Regions from separate parts of the Mus musculus genome. Here all the other regions are linked to region 5. The links are chromatin contacts, called in public Hi-C maps. All regions are on one chromosome and are shown on one strand. Each heading gives the region's core, a stretch centred on a gene start, on an enhancer-like site or on the middle of the called end of the contact. The rest is flanking DNA. Distances are from core to core; before and after follow the strand shown.

The links. A called contact is a pair of places that touch in the nucleus more often than the background predicts.
Region 1: a contact with region 5 is called in a Hi-C map of CD8 T cells, with 13 times the contacts expected there. The contact joins the promoter of Atic here to the promoter of Pikfyve in region 5. A contact is called at or near these places in 4 of 484 Hi-C or Micro-C datasets (CD4 T cells, CD8 T cells, double positive thymocytes and 1 more).
Region 2: a Hi-C map of uterus shows a contact between it and region 5, with 18 times the contacts expected there. The contact joins the promoter of Wdr12 here to the promoter of Pikfyve in region 5.
Region 3: a contact with region 5 is called in a Hi-C map of B cells, with 5 read pairs. The contact joins the promoter of Maip1 here to the promoter of Pikfyve in region 5. A contact is called at or near these places in 2 of 484 Hi-C or Micro-C datasets (B cells and CD4 T cells).
Region 4: a contact with region 5 is called in a Hi-C map of regulatory T cells, with 6 times the contacts expected there. The contact joins the promoter of D230017M19Rik here to the promoter of Pikfyve in region 5. A contact is called at or near these places in 1 of 39 promoter capture datasets (cranial neural crest) and 2 of 484 Hi-C or Micro-C datasets (CD4 T cells and regulatory T cells).

The regions. Positions count from the first base shown.
Region 1 is chr1:71,555,083-71,558,435 of GRCm38.p6, forward strand. It overlaps Atic (5-aminoimidazole-4-carboxamide ribonucleotide formyltransferase/IMP cyclohydrolase), which reads left to right and starts at 2,074. Exons shown (of 16, transcript NM_026195.3): 1 at 2,074-2,192; 2 at 2,415-2,541. The coding sequence starts at 2,174.
Region 2 is chr1:60,096,633-60,100,025 of GRCm38.p6, forward strand. It overlaps Wdr12 (WD repeat domain 12), which reads right to left and starts at 1,275. Exons shown (of 13, transcript NM_021312.5): 1 at 875-1,275. The coding sequence starts at 915. It overlaps Carf (calcium response factor), which reads left to right and starts at 1,615. Exons shown (of 16, transcript NM_139150.5): 1 at 1,615-1,675.
Region 3 is chr1:57,404,821-57,407,897 of GRCm38.p6, forward strand. Maip1 (matrix AAA peptidase interacting protein 1) reads left to right here and starts at 1,446. Exons shown (of 5, transcript NM_001081181.3): 1 at 1,446-2,402. The coding sequence starts at 1,953. Tyw5 (tRNA-yW synthesizing protein 5) reads right to left here and starts at 1,854. Exons shown (of 8, transcript NM_001037742.2): 1 at 1,564-1,854. The coding sequence starts at 1,641.
Region 4 is chr1:72,242,428-72,245,760 of GRCm38.p6, forward strand. D230017M19Rik (RIKEN cDNA D230017M19 gene) reads left to right here and starts at 1,566. Exons shown (of 4, transcript NR_155355.1): 1 at 1,566-1,736. Gm24497 (a small nuclear RNA gene) reads left to right here and starts at 1,786; the gene lies at 1,786-1,976.
Region 5 is chr1:65,185,354-65,188,422 of GRCm38.p6, forward strand. Pikfyve (phosphoinositide kinase, FYVE type zinc finger containing) reads left to right here and starts at 1,332. Exons shown (of 42, transcript NM_001310624.1): 1 at 1,332-1,480. It also overlaps a transcript of Idh1 not described here.

The DNA.
Region 1 (3,353 bases), core at 824-3,323, 6.4 Mb after region 5:
ACAGAACAATTACTGTACCAGTGTTATAAGAAAGGCAAGGAAGATTGCCCTAAGGAAGTGACTTTGTCCAGGGTGATCAAACAACTAAAAACAGAACTCATTTTTTCTTCCTGTTACTAACATGAAACAAGCACCAAGTCTGTATTCTAAAACTATGAGAGAATGGAATCAAGGCTAATCACTGTAAATAGCTTTAAATAAAAGAAAGGAATGTGTCTTGCCCTGTTACCAGAAGCCCTAGTTAATTCAGTTTAATACCTTGGTTTTTGTTTGTTTGTTTGTTTGTTTGTTTTTAACTGGTGTTTTCTTACTGCCCCAGGGTATGTGTCTGCACTTTCTTCCCAAGTTGAGCTCCTGGGCAGGTAAGGAGGTCATAGCTTTCCTTCTTTATGTCCGGGAGAAAGGGCTAAATATTTGCCTATGTATTATTTTTTCAATGTGGAAAATGTCTAGTGTCTAAGCGCTGTTTATTTCCTTTTATTGTTTATTGCTTTCTCTGCTTTCTAGTTCCTGTAGAAATCTAATGTGGTTGGCCAGGGAAGTCCCCTGGAAGTCCAGGAGCACCAGGCTCACACATGTAAACAAACCTTCACGCAGGCAAAACACCCATATACTTAAAATAAAATTTTAAAGATAAGATAAAGAGAAATATTTCTTGGAAACACCTTTGCCCACTGAGCCACTCACTTGTTCTTCCTGAATTTTGACTATTTCATACCCTCTTATAGTAGCTAACTAAAGGCTGATTACAATCTTATATGCGTGGAACTAATTATTCTAATATCTGTCACCTTTTGTTGTTTGTTTAACATTTTTGAGACAAGGTCTTGCTGTTTCTTTGGCAGGTATGGGACTTAAAGTGTGGACCAAACTAGCTCCAAACTTGCAATGATCTTTCTGAACCTTGTTCACCTCTGTACATTGAAAGTTGTGAACACATCCTGAAGACACTCTCATGATCCTAATATATCTTCCTTAGAAACATGAGAGGTGTTCAGAGCAAGGAGTTAACACGTTCTGAGGTCAGAAAAATGAGATAGATATTTGATCAATAGATATTTGGAGAAGGAAAAAGAGATTGGACTATTAGAGAGGAAAGACAAGAAGCAGACTAGCATCCAAATAATAGGAAAATGGACTTTGCACAGATTGGGAGACTAGACTGGAAATAAAAAGCTAAGCTTTCTATAGAATTGTACAATTTTAGGCTCCTTTATAGAATTTTTAAGTTCTTTTTTGGAATTGTATTAAAGAACATTACAAAAGAAAACATAATCAAAAAATTAATTCTAAACATTAATGTTAAAAATAGGGCTGTTAGCCGGGCAGTGGTGGCACATGCCTTTAATCCCAGCACTTGGGAGGCAGAGGCAGGCTGATTTCTGAGTTCGAAGCCAGCCTGGTTACAGAGTGAGTTCCAGGACAGCCAGGAATACATAGAGAAACCCTGTCTCGGAAAAAAAAAAAAAATAGGGCTGTGTATACAGCAAGATATGTTTATTTTGTGCCAAAGGTGTCACTTTTATTAAAAAGAAGCAGATGAGCTCAATTTTGCTATTCCTATTTTTAATAACTTAAGTCTTGAAACCTTTACTCCTGCCACCTGGGCTTGAAGGAAAAGAGCATTTTACACATGGTGATCTTGATGTAAATTCCAGGCCATTTTATAATGTGGTATGAAAAACTTCAAATGACGGTCATTTTACTTCTTTGGGGCTCTCAACTGTGGAGGCAATGACTTCATGCGTAGGTCTCCCAGACCTGTAAAAGGGAGACCATAGCAGAAGGCTTCTCTAATCCTTTCTGACATCGTCAGACAGGGTCTGTTTAGTCCTCTCGCTAGTTTCCCCCAATCAGTGCTCCAGCCGCCGCGGCCCCACCTCCCGGGACCTCAGCAGCAGCACCCCAGATGCGCGCGAACCGCGAGTCCCCACGCCCAGATCTGGGTTCGGAAAGAGGAAGCCCGCGGCTACAGATCCCAGGCTCCGGAGTTAGCAGCCGCCCCGCCCAGCGGCGCCTTCCACCCTAGGCTGCAGCTCACTGGAGGAGGGGCGGGACCTCGGGGTCACGTGGGGTCGACACGCCCTGCCCACTGCTTCCTGAACCGCGGGGTCCGGCCTGCCTGCCTACGCACGTGGCCTGTCCGTCCCTTGACTCCGCGACCCAACGCAGCATGGCTCCGTCTCAGCTTGGTGAGGCCCTCGCGATGCATCATAGGGGTCCTGCCTGCACCATCCCCGCCACCCACTCATGCCGCTGGCCGAGCTGGGGAGGCCCCGGGCCCGGCCTGCAGGCTGGGTGTCCCCAGTGCTGGGCCCTGGGCCTGCAGTTGCATGAGTCCCCTTCCCAGGAGTCCTCCCCGGGAGATCTCGGTGCCAGAAGCCGCGAGTAATGAGAACTGCCTTCTCTTTCAGCCCTGTTCAGTGTGTCTGACAAAACTGGCCTCGTGGAATTTGCCAGAAGTCTCGCGTCTCTTGGTTTGAGTCTGGTCGCTTCCGGAGGCACGGCAAAAGCGATCAGGGATGCTGGCCTGGCAGTCAGGTAAGGCAGTAGGTAGCGTTAAAGGGAGAAAAACGTTGTGACCATATTCACCAGAAAGCCATGCAAAAAACTGACAAAACACAGGGAGAAGTTAGGTTAGAACTAGGGAGCCTTGAGTTTTAGAGTCCTAGCACCCAGCCACTGTTTGCAAACAAATTAACTTCGGAGGGCCATGTGTTATGCAGAATAAACACGAATGTTCAGGTTCCATGGCCTGGCTTTGACTGGTTGCACAGTTAGACTGTAACATCTTTGAAGATCTGTATCTCCCTCTTCATAGCCTCACCCATCAGAAAGTACCAGTGGCTCGATCACACTCATCTCCTGACTAACAGTGGGAAGGGTTTGACAAGAGATGTCAGGAGATGACCCTGAAGGTCTGGAAGGTAGAAAAGGAAAAAGACCTTAGTTCCCTGGCTGTTTTCATTGCCATTATAACTCTTGGTTTGTGGAGAATCCCTATAGAGGTAAATTATTCACCTCTTCATAACTCTTGTTTGTGTAAGCAGTACATAACCCCTGTACATTTGACAGCTTCAGACAGCAAGAATGCCTTTACTTAGTAAATGTCTTCAGTGGATTCTCTTGTGACTTATGGGAGTCCGGAGCATCAGGGACAGCAGACAAGTAGGCTCCTGTGAGGTGCAGTTGAGTTACTGTGGAGCTGGTATGGGTAGGCCATTGTTGCTGTGGCATTTACGATGAAGTACGAGGAGTTCTTGCATTGTCTATCGCCTAGTTTAAATGTTTCTCAGATGGTCATTCATATTTCCACGCCACTGCCCAGTATTTGCTTGCCCCGTTACGCCTTC
Region 2 (3,393 bases), core at 25-2,524, 5.1 Mb before region 5:
TTGTCTGCAGGCAAGTCTGCGGGAACATTTTCTGGACTAATAACTGATGTAGGAGGAACCAGCCCACTGAGTAGAGCCACCCTGTATTTTAAAAGCAAACTTAGCTAGCTAGCCATTGGGAGAGCAAATGCAGCTTGCCCCCACCCCCACCCCTCACCTCTGGTTTCTGCTTCAGTTCCTGCCAGGAGTTCCTCCTATCTTGGCCTCCTCTGAGATGACTGTAACCCTTTCCTCCCCAAATTGCTTTTTGTCAGTGTTTTATCACAACAAGAGAAACCTAAGTTGGACACACTCACACAAAATACACCTAATCAAATCGGACACTGAATTGGCTTCATTCTAATTAAAAAAACAGCTCTACAAACTCCATAGCCAGTTTCTAGTCTGTTTGGGGGGGGGGGGGGGATGAAGTTGTGCTTTCAGAAACCACGAGACACCGTTAACGGACAAGCCTGTTCAACTCTCAAATTACTGACATGATGTGTGCAGCATGCAGAAAGCAAACGTGAAGCCCTGGTCCTCCACACACGTCAAATTATGAAAAGCTCATGAAAGTGGGTAGAAAACGGAGATTTAAGAAGACGTGAACACCGCTTCCAAATGAGACAGGGCAGAAGTGCGGGGCACGTGAAGGGGAAGGCGAATGAAGTCTTTTTTATTTTTTTCTATCAGTCAGCTTATCTTATTTGCAATAAATTCTTTTAATTGTAGCCATTATAATTATTAAAGTTCTTTCAACTTTGATTTACTAAAACCTTGTCCGTTTCTTCTTTAATGTATATCCCCAGTCAAAACAGCAAGGATCAAATCGAAGGAGTCTTCAAACGAGATCGGCTCCTGGAAGACAGGGACAGAAGCTGGAACCCTTACTTACTTCTTGTTCTCGCTGTAGAAACGTGCCTGGAGTTGTGCCATGGCTGAATATACACACGAGACTTCTCCACGAAAATGTGTGCGTTGATAATCAAGCAGCTCTAAGGTAGACTGCGCCGCAAGCGCAGCAGGAGCTAGGCTTCAGTTAGCTCCCTCAGGTTCCTACAGAACATACCACGAGGTTCGATTTCCACCAGCGCCCAGCCCGCACACATCAAGTACCTATTCCGAGATTTAGGAAACATCGATTAGTCAAGCGTAGTCCTAAAAGCATCCAGTCCCCTTAAGACTTTTGTTTCTTATCTATCTAGATTCGTAATCTATTAGGAAAATAAAGAAAATAACTAGCTTGAGCCAAATTTTAAGCGTGTCTTTAGACCCAGACCCTTTAGACTCAGCGCTCAGATACTACAAACCCCAGAAGGGAGCGCGTTTCAGACCCTCTGAACACTGGGAGTTGTAGGCTTTATTTATTTTGCCACACCGCATTTAGGGTCTCATATCTGCTTTTAATACTCCTTTCTCCGGGCAGATATTACACTTCCTGCTTCTTTATTCTGAGTGACAAAGGTCCCATCTGTTCGTCTTGTGTGCACTGTTCCAACAGCCAAATTCGGCCGAGACCATGTGTTCTTACCTCTGGCTTCAGAGCGGAAACTCGGGAAAGGAGAACGAGTCGGAAGGGAACTGGGCGACGGTGGCTGAGAAGGGTCTAATCTGATGGACCTGCGCTGCGCCTCCAGGAGGGGTGCGCCTGCGCATTGTGCTGGTCTCCACGGCGCGGCCTCGGAGCCAAGACGAGGTTGAGTAGTCTCGTTTTGAATTTTCTCCCTTCTGCTTACGGCGGACTCCCCTCTCGCGTTGTGGGGCTCGCTGCGGCGGCAGGGTTGGGGGAGCCGGAGGCCTGGCAGAGCTGTCTGTGCCCAGCGACCGGACGCTCCCTCCCAACCTCCCTTCGTCCCCCTGCCGCCTCCTCCCGTCACCTCCTGACCCTCCCGGGCTGGGAGCAACCGCCGGCCCCCGCCCCCGGCCGTCGCCGGACGCCGCTGTGCGCTGTCCCTGCGCCCTCGTCCGCCTCCACGGCGGCTCCTTCGCCGTGGGCCCGGGAGGGGCCCCGCGGCCGGGAGAAGGCAGGCTGCCGCAGGGGGAGGCGAGGTGTCTGTCCCGCAGAGGGTGCGGAGCCCGAGAACGCACCACCGCCACGGAGCATCCGAGTCCTGGGCCGGAGCGCCCGCCCGAGAGGGGCCTCTCCCCTCCTTTCCGAGTCTGACGTTTAGAAAAGTGTCCTCTGCACCTTCTCCCCTGCTTTCGGGCTTCTTTTATTATTATTATTATTATTAATTATTAATTATTTTTTTAATCTTGATGTCACTCAAAGGCTTGTCTCGGTCTCAATGGTCTCGATTATTACTCTAGTTATTTTCCTGAGTGGAGAATAGATGGGGGCTATTACTCTTAAGATCCCAAAGTCACTTTTTTAAGGCATTCGTCTGAAAACCTCCGGGGGTAGGGTGGGGTACAGGGACACACTACTCTGAGACAGCAATTTAGAGTCAGGCAGAACTGGATTGCAAAATGTGTTGGCTTAGCGGTATGAGTGAACCAGTGAATATGGTGAGAGGTTTTCTATATGTCGCCTAATTAAATTTAAATCCGTAGAAAACTAGAAGTTATCTAGTCAGTTGGAGGCGAAAACAATCATTTGTTAAGTGGACAACGACCCAAAAAGCATGACTGTTCTCAGTTTATTCATTTTACAGAATTGCATGCCCCATTACAGGAATGCCTGAATTTGATTCTACCTGTTACTTAACCTCTGTGCCACACTAAGATTAGCTGTGACAATTTAATGTCGCATAAGAAGCACTCAGAAAATGTTAACTATTTTTCTCATAAGAGCTACCAATAGAAGTTTTTACCACTGATGTAGGTGGAGGCATAAAATGAGAAAAACCTCTGCCCAAAATACAGGGAAAAAAAATTTCCTTGTTCAGATTGGGTTTGCTGATAACAGTGTTACCAGACGAATTAACTATTGAATTTTTACTGATAACATATAACTAATTAAAACATCATTTTAAACTTCCTTTAGTTTGGACTTAACAGATTAACAATACATTTGGAAGACAGTACATTTTTAAAATCTTAATTCGAGTGGAAAACTATGATTAGGAAGATATAGAACAGGAATTACTCAGAGTTCAGTTTGCAAAGCACACATCTTGAATTCACTAAAATATATTTTTATTTAGCTAAGGTATTTAGTTAAGGGAAGATAAGTGACTAAGAATACCTGGGACGAGCTTTTTTCAATAGTCACTTACATGTCTTAGCTGGTATGGCTTGCAGGCGTTACCTAGATAGCTAATGCTAGAGTGTTGGTTCTCTTAATTTTAGCTTATATCAACTGCAGACTTCTGGGATTCATTTATTGGGGTCCTCATGAAGACTCAGTGTTATCTGGAACAAGATTTCTTTTTCTTAACAGTCTCTTGGTGTTTGTTTATTTGTTTTTTGATA
Region 3 (3,077 bases), core at 196-2,695, 7.8 Mb before region 5:
GGTCTCTGTGAGCTTGAGACAGCCTGATCTACAGATCAGAATACCAGGGCAAGTAGGGCTACACAGAGATACCCTGTCTCCATAATAATAATAATTCCAGCACAATTAAAAAATCTTGCTGGGAGGTGGCCTACATGGAGGTATTTCTTTTTATAAGTAAGAATATTATAATAGTAACAAATCATGTCTAAGGCCAAAACGCATATGACCAGGTACGGCTTATCACCTTTCCTGTAAGATAGTTATTTTCTAGGATTCTCATGAGCAAGATTAAAGCTCCACCAGCAGTAAAAGACTTGTCTTTTTATATTTTGGGGGTTTTTTTGGTTTTGTTTCTTCTTTGTTTGTTTTTGAGACAAGATTTCTCCATGAAGCCCTGGCTGTCCTGGGACTTGCTCTGTAGATCAGGTTGGCCTGGAACTCAGAGATCTGCCTGCCTCTGCCTCCTGAATGTTGGGATTAAAAGCATGTGCCACCACTGACCTGTAAAAAAAGACACATCTTAACCTCCTTGTGCAATGTTAGTGAACCATGGTTTTACCTGATCAAACTATAGTATTAGCCCAAAGCATCTCTCTTGAAACATGAACTACAACTTCTTAGTAAACTTAAACTCTGCCTTATATTGACTCAATTAGAAATTCTTCTAGGGTCATCAGTAATCCTGTCTTCTCAAAGGAACACTTCAGGCTGCTCCAGCAGCATAGCGTAGCTGTAGCTACAGATCCTATCTTACTACCACTAATATACTTCAGAGACTTTTTCCCTTAGAATAATCGCCAGAATCCTTACTCTGTTATTCTGATACTTGGACTTTCTTGAAAAGTCCTGAGAGCAAACTTATTTTCTTTTCTTAAATCTAACTGCTTTCTGCTACTTCTTTCTTTAAAAACTAAAGGGAGCCGGGCGGTGGTGGCGCACGCCTTTAGTCTCAGCACTTCGGAGGCTGAGGCAGGCGGATTTATGAGTTCGAGGCCAGCCTTGTCTACAGAGTGAGTTCCAGGACAGCAAGAGCTATACAGTGAAACCCTGTCTCGGAAAAAACAAAACAACAAAACAAAACTAAAGGGCTTAATCCTTAATTATGATTCTGGCTTAAATCAAGGAATGACTTGTACCAGAGGAAACCTACGAGACGATTTCCATTGGTTTCCCTGTTGCAATCCTTCATTAGACTGAAATATCGAGTTTCAAAAATCTAATATCTCGAAATACTCCAGGGGCTGTTAGGACCAAGCAAGAGAAGGGCGAGGGATCCTGAACTAGACTTTAGGAAAAACTCCATAGAAAGGGAGCACGTGAGGTCAGAAAGCCACACGCGCGACCTCTCAGTGAGCTTCGTGCCACCCAGCTTTCTCCGGTCATCCTGCTCCCCAAAAATGTGGGGCCGTTTCTCTCCGGGGCTTTGAATTCCCGAGCAGGGCTACAGGTCCCTTCCGCTCACTCCCTTGACAGCAGAGCGCCTTCTCTTCCCCCGAACAATCTCTGGGTTGCAGGAGAGCAGATGGGCCGCCAGAAGGTACCGGGGTGTCTCCCCTGCCTTTCCGCGGCGGGCCTCCTCACCTGTGGATAAAGATGCTCCATGAACTGCTCCCGGGAGACGCCCCGCAGCCGGGGTACCGGAAGACGCTGCTCAGCCATGGTGAAATTCACAGGCCTGGGAATTTGGACGAGTTCTTCCACGCGTGATTTCCCCTGGAAACACTACTCCGGAAGAAATGGTCCGCGTAGGTGACTGACCCCAGAGGGCGGCGGCTGGTTCGAAGTGCGCACGGCGGGGAGCCCGAGGGCTTCGGCCTGGGCTGAGGGCTAACACAGCCGAAATGAGAGGACTCACCCGAGGCGGCGGCAGCGAGGCGGCCTTGGCTCCACTTCTCCAACCCCGGCGAGCTGGTTTCCCTCCGGCCTGCTTTCAGTACTGCACAGGCATGCAGAGGTGAAAGGTCACAAACATGGCGCTGGCCGCCCGTCTCCTACCTCTGCCCCTGCTTTCCCGGCCGCTGCCCGGCCCGGTCACCCGACTCCGGACTCTCGGTAGCACCGAGGTGAGGCTGACGCTGACTGAAATTTGCTGCCTGTGCCGCCGTCGCCTGGGCTCAAGCGCGGCTCCGATCCCTCGCTACACTCGGGCCTGGACAAGCCCTGCGTTGCGTTCCTGGAGCTCCCGAAGATCCCTTCTCGGCCGGGTAGAACATCCTCCAGCCCTCGCTTCTTTACCCGCTAGTCCCAGCCGCAGCTACAGCACCGAGGAGCAGCCCCAGCAACGCCAGAGAACCAGAATGATCATTCTGGGATTTTCCAATCCCATCAACTGGGTCCGGACTCGAATTTACGCCTTCCTTATTTGGGCCTATTTCGACAAAGAGTTCAGTATCGCTGAGTTCTCTGAAGGGGCGAAGCAGGTTTGTTTGCTCCCCTAACTGACCTCTCTGCCTCGTGCATTCAGCGTTTCCGTGATCAAGTGTTTAGCCATGAAGTTTCTTCATTGCGACCCGTGGTATCCAACGATGGTAGTGACCTAGACACTGAATCTTTCGGCCACTTCAGGACTTTAATAAGCTTCTAAGTGTGTTCGCATGGTCGTCAGGGAGGAGGGGTTCATTCAAGAAACTAGGATGAAGGCCTAAGTTCAAAGCCTGTTTGTCAGTGCCACTCTAAAATTAGTTAATCCTTTGGGTATGATTTTTCCAGAATTAGAAGATTAGAGAAGACAGTGCCTGGCACACATAGTAGGCACTTCATAAGTATTTGTTAAGTAAATCGAATGGAGTAAGTTATGGTGAGGAATAAGATAACACTGCCAAAGTAATAACATATCATTTCAGGTACAAAGGCAGTTTCCTACCAGCTGTTTGACAGATCTGAATTGCCTTCTGCATTCTCTACCTATATATTCTGTCAAGGATAAGAGTTTGCTGAGGCTGCTGGTCTACTTAGTGTCCAGGTCTAGCACACTGGTGATTCCTAGCTCTGACTTTGCCCATCGTGACCTTTCTGAATAGCAAGTGATGTTGCCTTAACAATGGTCACTTTGAATCTCAAGATCATTGACACAGTTTGTGTGTACATGCTTTTCT
Region 4 (3,333 bases), core at 316-2,815, 7.1 Mb after region 5:
CTTTTTTGTTGTTGTTTTGTTTTGTTTTTTTGATTTTCGAGACAGGGTTTCTCTGTGTAGCTCTGGCTGTCCTGGAACCCACTCTGTAGACCAAGCTGGCCTTGAACTCAGAAATCCACCTGCCTCCCAAGTGCTGGGATTAAAGGCGTGTGCCACCACCGCCCCGCAACTCTTGTAAGAAAAGTCATTTCATTGGGGCGGGTTTACAGTTTCAGAGATGTGGCCCAATCTCATCATGGTGTGGTGGGAAGCATGCTGGTAGGCTCTGGAACAGTAGCTGAGAGCGAATTCCTGGAGCACGGGCAGAAAAAGATTCTGGACTTGGCATGGGCTTTTGAAACCTCAAAGACCACACCCAGTGACACACTTCCACCAACAAGGCCACACCTTCTAACCCTTGTAATCCTTTCAAACATTCCACTGCCTGGTGACTGAGCATTCAAATATATGAGTCTGTGGGGGCCATTCTTATTCAAACCATCACTGGTACCTTTACCTAAAGGATTTAAATGCTAATGACAATCCATTAAGTAGTTGATGGTTACAAAGTGATTTAAAGTTACAAATATAAGAAAACACAACAAAATCTCTGTAATAGGATGTATCAGGATGGTGTTTGTGTTTGGCATAAGAGGTCCCAAAGCCTTGGGGGCAACTCTAAGCCCAAATCCTACAATATTGAGTACTTACACATAAACACATTTAGAAGTTTGGTCTTTTAGTATTTTGCCCTTTATATTTGGCAGATTGTCTTTTACTTGAGGCTGGGTCTCATATAGTTTAGGCTTTGCCTGATCTGGTCCTCCATTCTGCAATTTCCAGTGGCAGTGGTTGGAAAGCATCCTACCCAGCTTTATTCCCTATAACACTCAAAGAGGCACAGAACCAGCCCAGAGCCTACAGCTCTTCGGGGTAAATTCCTCTCAGGATTATGTCTGTCCTTAAACTGAAAATGATCTAAGGTTCTGGGTACCAAGGAGCTAATAAGAGTAGTGACTGTCCACTCTTCACTCCCACGTGCCAAACATCATCGATCCCTGCATTATTATTGCATTTGATGTTAACCATCGGTATTTTTTAGCCTGAAAACTGTAGAAAAGTTCAAAGACATCACACAATTTATTAAGGATTTCAATATATGACATTTTTTTTTTTTGGTCAAGATTTACTACAGTTTTTACCTAAGTAGGTTTGCCTTGACAACATTGTGAAAACACCTAACAGAAAATCACTAGCCTGCTAGACTCCCTGTGGAGCCAGCCTCTCAACAAGGGAAGATTGTCTTAAGACAACGCGAACTAGGAGCAGTAGGTCCACCCTTCAGCCACCGTCCTGCCTCAGAGTTTATCCAGTGCATCTGGCCGTGGACATGCCCCCTTCAGGTCTTTCTATTTCCGGTGGATTCCAAACCGCAATAGTCTGTGAGTCGGCCTGTGAATCGCGGAGGCCGCGGGGAAGAGCTGATTTGCACGTCCTGCCTCCACGCGAGGGGCGTGGCGACGTGCACAGGCCTAATTTGGGCTTGTGTTGTCACGCCCTTCGCGAGGGGGCGGGGCATGCAAATCATACTCGGCGTGCGCGCTCGGGAACGCCGGGAGAGCCCGGGTCGTGGACGTTGAATCTGAAGCCGTGGGTGCTGGAGTGGGAGTGAGGTGTGGAGGGCGCAGACGCGGATCGGAGGAGGAAGGAACCGCGGGGGAGGCAGGAAGTGAGGGTTGCGAGCGGTCACCACAAAGGTAATGTGTCTCACGGACGCAGAGCATGGCTGCGTGGTCTGTATTTGGTATCGCTTCTCGGCCTTTTGGCTAAGATCAAGTGTAGTATCTGTTCTTATCAGTTTAATATCTGATACGTCCTCTATCCGAGGACAATATATTAAATGGATTTTTGGAACTAGGAGTTGGAATAGGAGCTTGCTCCGTCCACTCCACGCATCGACCTGGTATTGCAGTACCTCCAGGAACGGTGCAACCCCTCTGGGGAACAATGTTGGTTAAATGTAAGACATTTAGGACTATTATAGCTCGTAAATACAGGCTGCAGTTACTTTTTCTGTCTTCTTTTCTACTTTGTAGTTACCCGGGTCTCGTTAACCCCTCTTTGATAGACCAGGCTGGCCTCTAACTCGGAAGTCCGCCTGCTTGCCGCCAGTTGATCTTTTTCTATTGCTTTACTTTTCTTATTATTATTCAGGTTTCATATTTCCACTACCAGGCTTTTCAGGCAGAGCAGCTCGCTTCTTTACTTTTTTACACAGTCTTTCCATCCACTGGTCAATAACTGTGATTAGGTGGGAAAGACTCTAAGGTTTTTATCTCTTTTTTTCCCCTCTGGGGAATAATGCTGGTTTAATAAGAGACCTAGAAATTAGGCCAACGTGGATTTCTTACCAACCTGTTAGTTTTACTGCACATCACTCTACATTGCTGCATAATATTCTACATAATGTCTAGCTTTTGATCTGGAAAGAGCTGTGAGGCTGTAAGGTTACTAAGATGGACAAGTTATTTTCAGCTTACTGTCACAAAACACTTGCTAGTTATGTAAGTCTGGTGGCATTAAAAACTCTTAGGCTTGCATAATTTTTCTGAAAGCTAAAATTTTGTTGACTGTTTATGCCTATGCTGATTTTCACAGCAAAGACCCGCTCTAGGTATGTTATTTTTGTACAGTAACCTATAAATAATGATTCACTGACAGAAGTTGTGTCAGAGTCCTAGATTCTTCTGAAATAAATTATTTTTAAAAGGATTTATTTATTTATTGTACATATATGAGTACTGTACCTGCCTTCAGACACACCAGAAGAGGGCATCAGATCCCATTACAGATGGTTGTGAGTCACCATGTGGTTGCTGGGAATTGAACTCAGGACCCCCGCAAGAGCAGTCAGTCCTTTTTTTTTTTTTTTTAAGATTTATTTATTTATGATATGTAAGTACACTGTACTTCAGACACTCCAGAAGAGGGAGTCAGATCTCGTTATGGATGGTTGTGAGCCACCATGTGGTTGCTGGGATTTGAACTCTGGACCTTCAGAAGAGCAGTCGGGTGCTTTTACCCACTGAGCCATCTCACCAGCCCCTGAAATAAATTCTAGTGACTGTCCTGAGAAGAATGGGTAGAGTGCTGCCATTTTGTCCAAACTCAGGCGATTGTTTAAGCCTGAAGAATTAAGCAAAGTAATTTGGAGCTGTTCCCATTACAATGTGTTATCAAAAAGTGAAAAATGCCAACAACAACATCAAATTAACTACAGCTGGTACCCGGCAATGGCCTGCACATACGACCCCCACCCCCACCCCATTGCATGCATAATTTTAAAATAAGATG
Region 5 (3,069 bases), core at 82-2,581:
GTTCTCTTGGTCTATTTTATAATTTATTGTACGTTTATGGAATATTAGGGTCTGTTGGGCTAATTTAAGAAAAGATTTTTTTTTCTTCTTCTTAGGGAAGATGCTTGTGTATGTTTATGGGCCAAGGAAGGAGTTATTGGGAAAGGTTTGTTTGAAGAGACATTGCAAGCCCCCAGGGATATGTGTGAGGGACGTGGTTGGTGGTGGAGGTGGTTAGGTTAAGGATAGATAGTACCCAAGGTAGCCCGGTGTTTTGATTTGTATAGATGACAGTTAGAGTGGAGAGTGGAGAGAGGCACAGTAGTAATGAAGACCAATGCGGTCAGAGGACGCTGAGGACAAGATCCAAGAGCCAGTTAAGGATGGTGACCAGGAGTTGCAGCGTCCCCTAGCTTCAGGTTTTGATGGTAATTTCCAACGTTGAAACAAATCAAACAAACAAAAAACCAAAGCTGGGTGGGAAATGCCAAAGTTTTAGAAGAAAAGAATTCTCAGAATATCACCAACCTTCAGATTCCTTTCAATGCTCCCCTGCAAAGCCCTACGCTTTCAGTAAGCGGGTTTTAGCTTGTTTTCTACTTTTAACGGCACAGCCCTGTTAGCAGGACAAAAATAACGGGTCATGTTAATACTAAGCTGAGCAAGTCAGGGCTTGATAACTCTTATCTGCAACACAAAACCCGAATTAAAAAAAGCTATATTCAACCTCACTTGAGTCAGATTCTGTGCCAACTGCCTTTCATGCACAGTTCTACCTAATCCTCAAACAAGACCACCAAAAACATTAACAACAAAAACAACAACAGTAAAACAACAGGGAGTAAACGCAGCTATAATTAACCCTCCTTTACCCACCAGAGGTGTGAGGCCTAGAGAAACAAGCGATTTGTTCAAAGACACATAGTTGGTGTTAGCGGAGTCCTGAAAGGATCCTGAAAGCTAATTAACTACCTCTTCACTCTGGACTACACAGGTAGAAGTCGGTCCAAGAGAGCTCTGAGAGCGGTCCTAAATTATATGTGCTCACGTTGTTGAACACATACGGTAACAGCGACTGGCTGGCGTCTAATGCCTGGCGCGCGTGATGCTCACATGCACCGTCCTCCCCGCTTCCTTCAGGATGGCTGAGGCAGCGTTAAGTCCTCTGGGGGGAGGGGGGGGGGGGTCTAGAACGATACTCTCTGGGTTGGATTCTTTCAGCCTGAACATCTGATCGGAAGGTCTAGAGGGCGGAGAAAAGTAGGCGGAGCCGGCCCTTGGAGCCGGTTGATGATTGGTTAGAAGGGGTACTGGGCGGAGCCTTGAGGTGGTAGGCGGAAGCGAGAAGCCGCAGTTACCGCGTAAGCCTCTGGGCTTCTCGGCGCGACCGCCGGCTGCCTGAGAAAGCCGGCGCTGTGCTTGGCCTCGGCTTCCCGGCCGAGAGTGGTGAGGCGGAGGCCGGGGAGGCGGGAGGCCCGCGGGGCCGGGGCGGGAGGCGAAGGTAAGGGAGGCGGCGAGGCATGGGCAGGCAGGGCGCGCAGTGGGAGGAAGGCCAGCGTGGGTCGCGGAGCACCGCCGGAGGGATGGCGAGGGCCCGGGGCTCTGCGGCCGAGACTCGGCCGGCGAGCGGGGAAGACCCGCCGGGAACCGGCTGGCTTCTGAGCGCCCGGCGGCCCTGTGTGGCGAGACCGGCCGCGGGCCTCCTGGGCCATCTCCCGCCGAGGCTTCCTTGACACAATGGAAGTTCTCTTGCCTCTCTGTTTTCCTAATGCTCGAACTTATTTTGGAGGTGGACCATGTCATCCCTTCCTCTGAGCGGGCGAGCTCAAGTCTCAGGGTGCAGCCTACTCTGGAAAAGAAAGTTCTGACCCACAGAAACCATTCCATGCTTGAGTGTGTCCACCAGCTTAAATGCTGGTTTTTGCCATTTGAGGCTTTTATTTTTCCTTTTTAACTTTAACGTAGTCCTGTTTTGAGGAGGAGGCTTTGTTTCCGAGTAAGTCGTTTCCCCTTTCCCAAGAGGTTCCCAAGAAAGGTTGAAAGTGAAATTTGATGGATGCATTTAGGAATTTAGGGTCTTCTGTCCTATGTAGGTTCTTAGGACATTCAGGGGAAGATGGCAATTCTGCATAAAGCAGGTCATTGCTGTGTATCTTAAGTGCGTAATGTGTTAAATGATGAAGGGTTGCTTCTTCAGTTGGTGCATCTTGTGTTGGTAGAGGTAGACGCCCAGCAAACCTCACCGTCTTGTTTTACATTTATTTGAGTCTCTTTCTGCCTCTCCAGGACTCCCACTCTGTCCCATTCCCTCTCCCCCCCCCCCGGGGGGGGGGAGTGAAAGAGAGATAGACAGAGACAGAGACCGACACACGTGCGGGGTGGCGGCGGGGGTTGGGTGGGGGGAAGATAGTCTTAGTTTCTTTCTCTTCGATTCATTAGGTTAAGGCTTGTGACTAAGGTCAGGACTTTTCTGAGAAGCAACACTAATTTCCTGAGTCCTCCCCCTCCCTTTGCCTCTTTCTGGAAAAGTTACGTGGATCACACTGGTTTTCCTTTAATGTTTCTGTTGTGCATGGGTCACAAAATGAACAATATGCCTTTCTTGATGGAAGCTAACATTGCTTGTATTCAGCTGTCCTGCATTAATAGATAAAAGTTTGAGAATTATACTTAAGAAAAAAACACTCTAGAAAATGATTACACTGCTGTTTTGAATTTCACCTACAGTTTTCGTATGAGCTGATAGGTCAAGCTACACTTTAATATCGAATTCATTTTCTGATTTGCTTCACCAAGATACTCATTTCAAATCTGTGTATACCACACTAGTGCAGAGAAACACTGCAGAAGTTGTTGGATAAGTAGGTTAATATTTCTAATTATGTATTCAGAAAGAGCCATCCTTTACAGTATAAACAGTTATTATGCTGCTAAAAATCAGAGTTGTAATTTTTTTGGTTGCTGGTGGCATGTAATTATTAAGATTAGGTCTATGTGGTTGTATTTATGTTTTTAGAGACTGCACTTGATGTGATGTGTGTTTTCATGATAATTTTTTACTTTCACATGTCCAAAGGTTAAAGAAAGTTG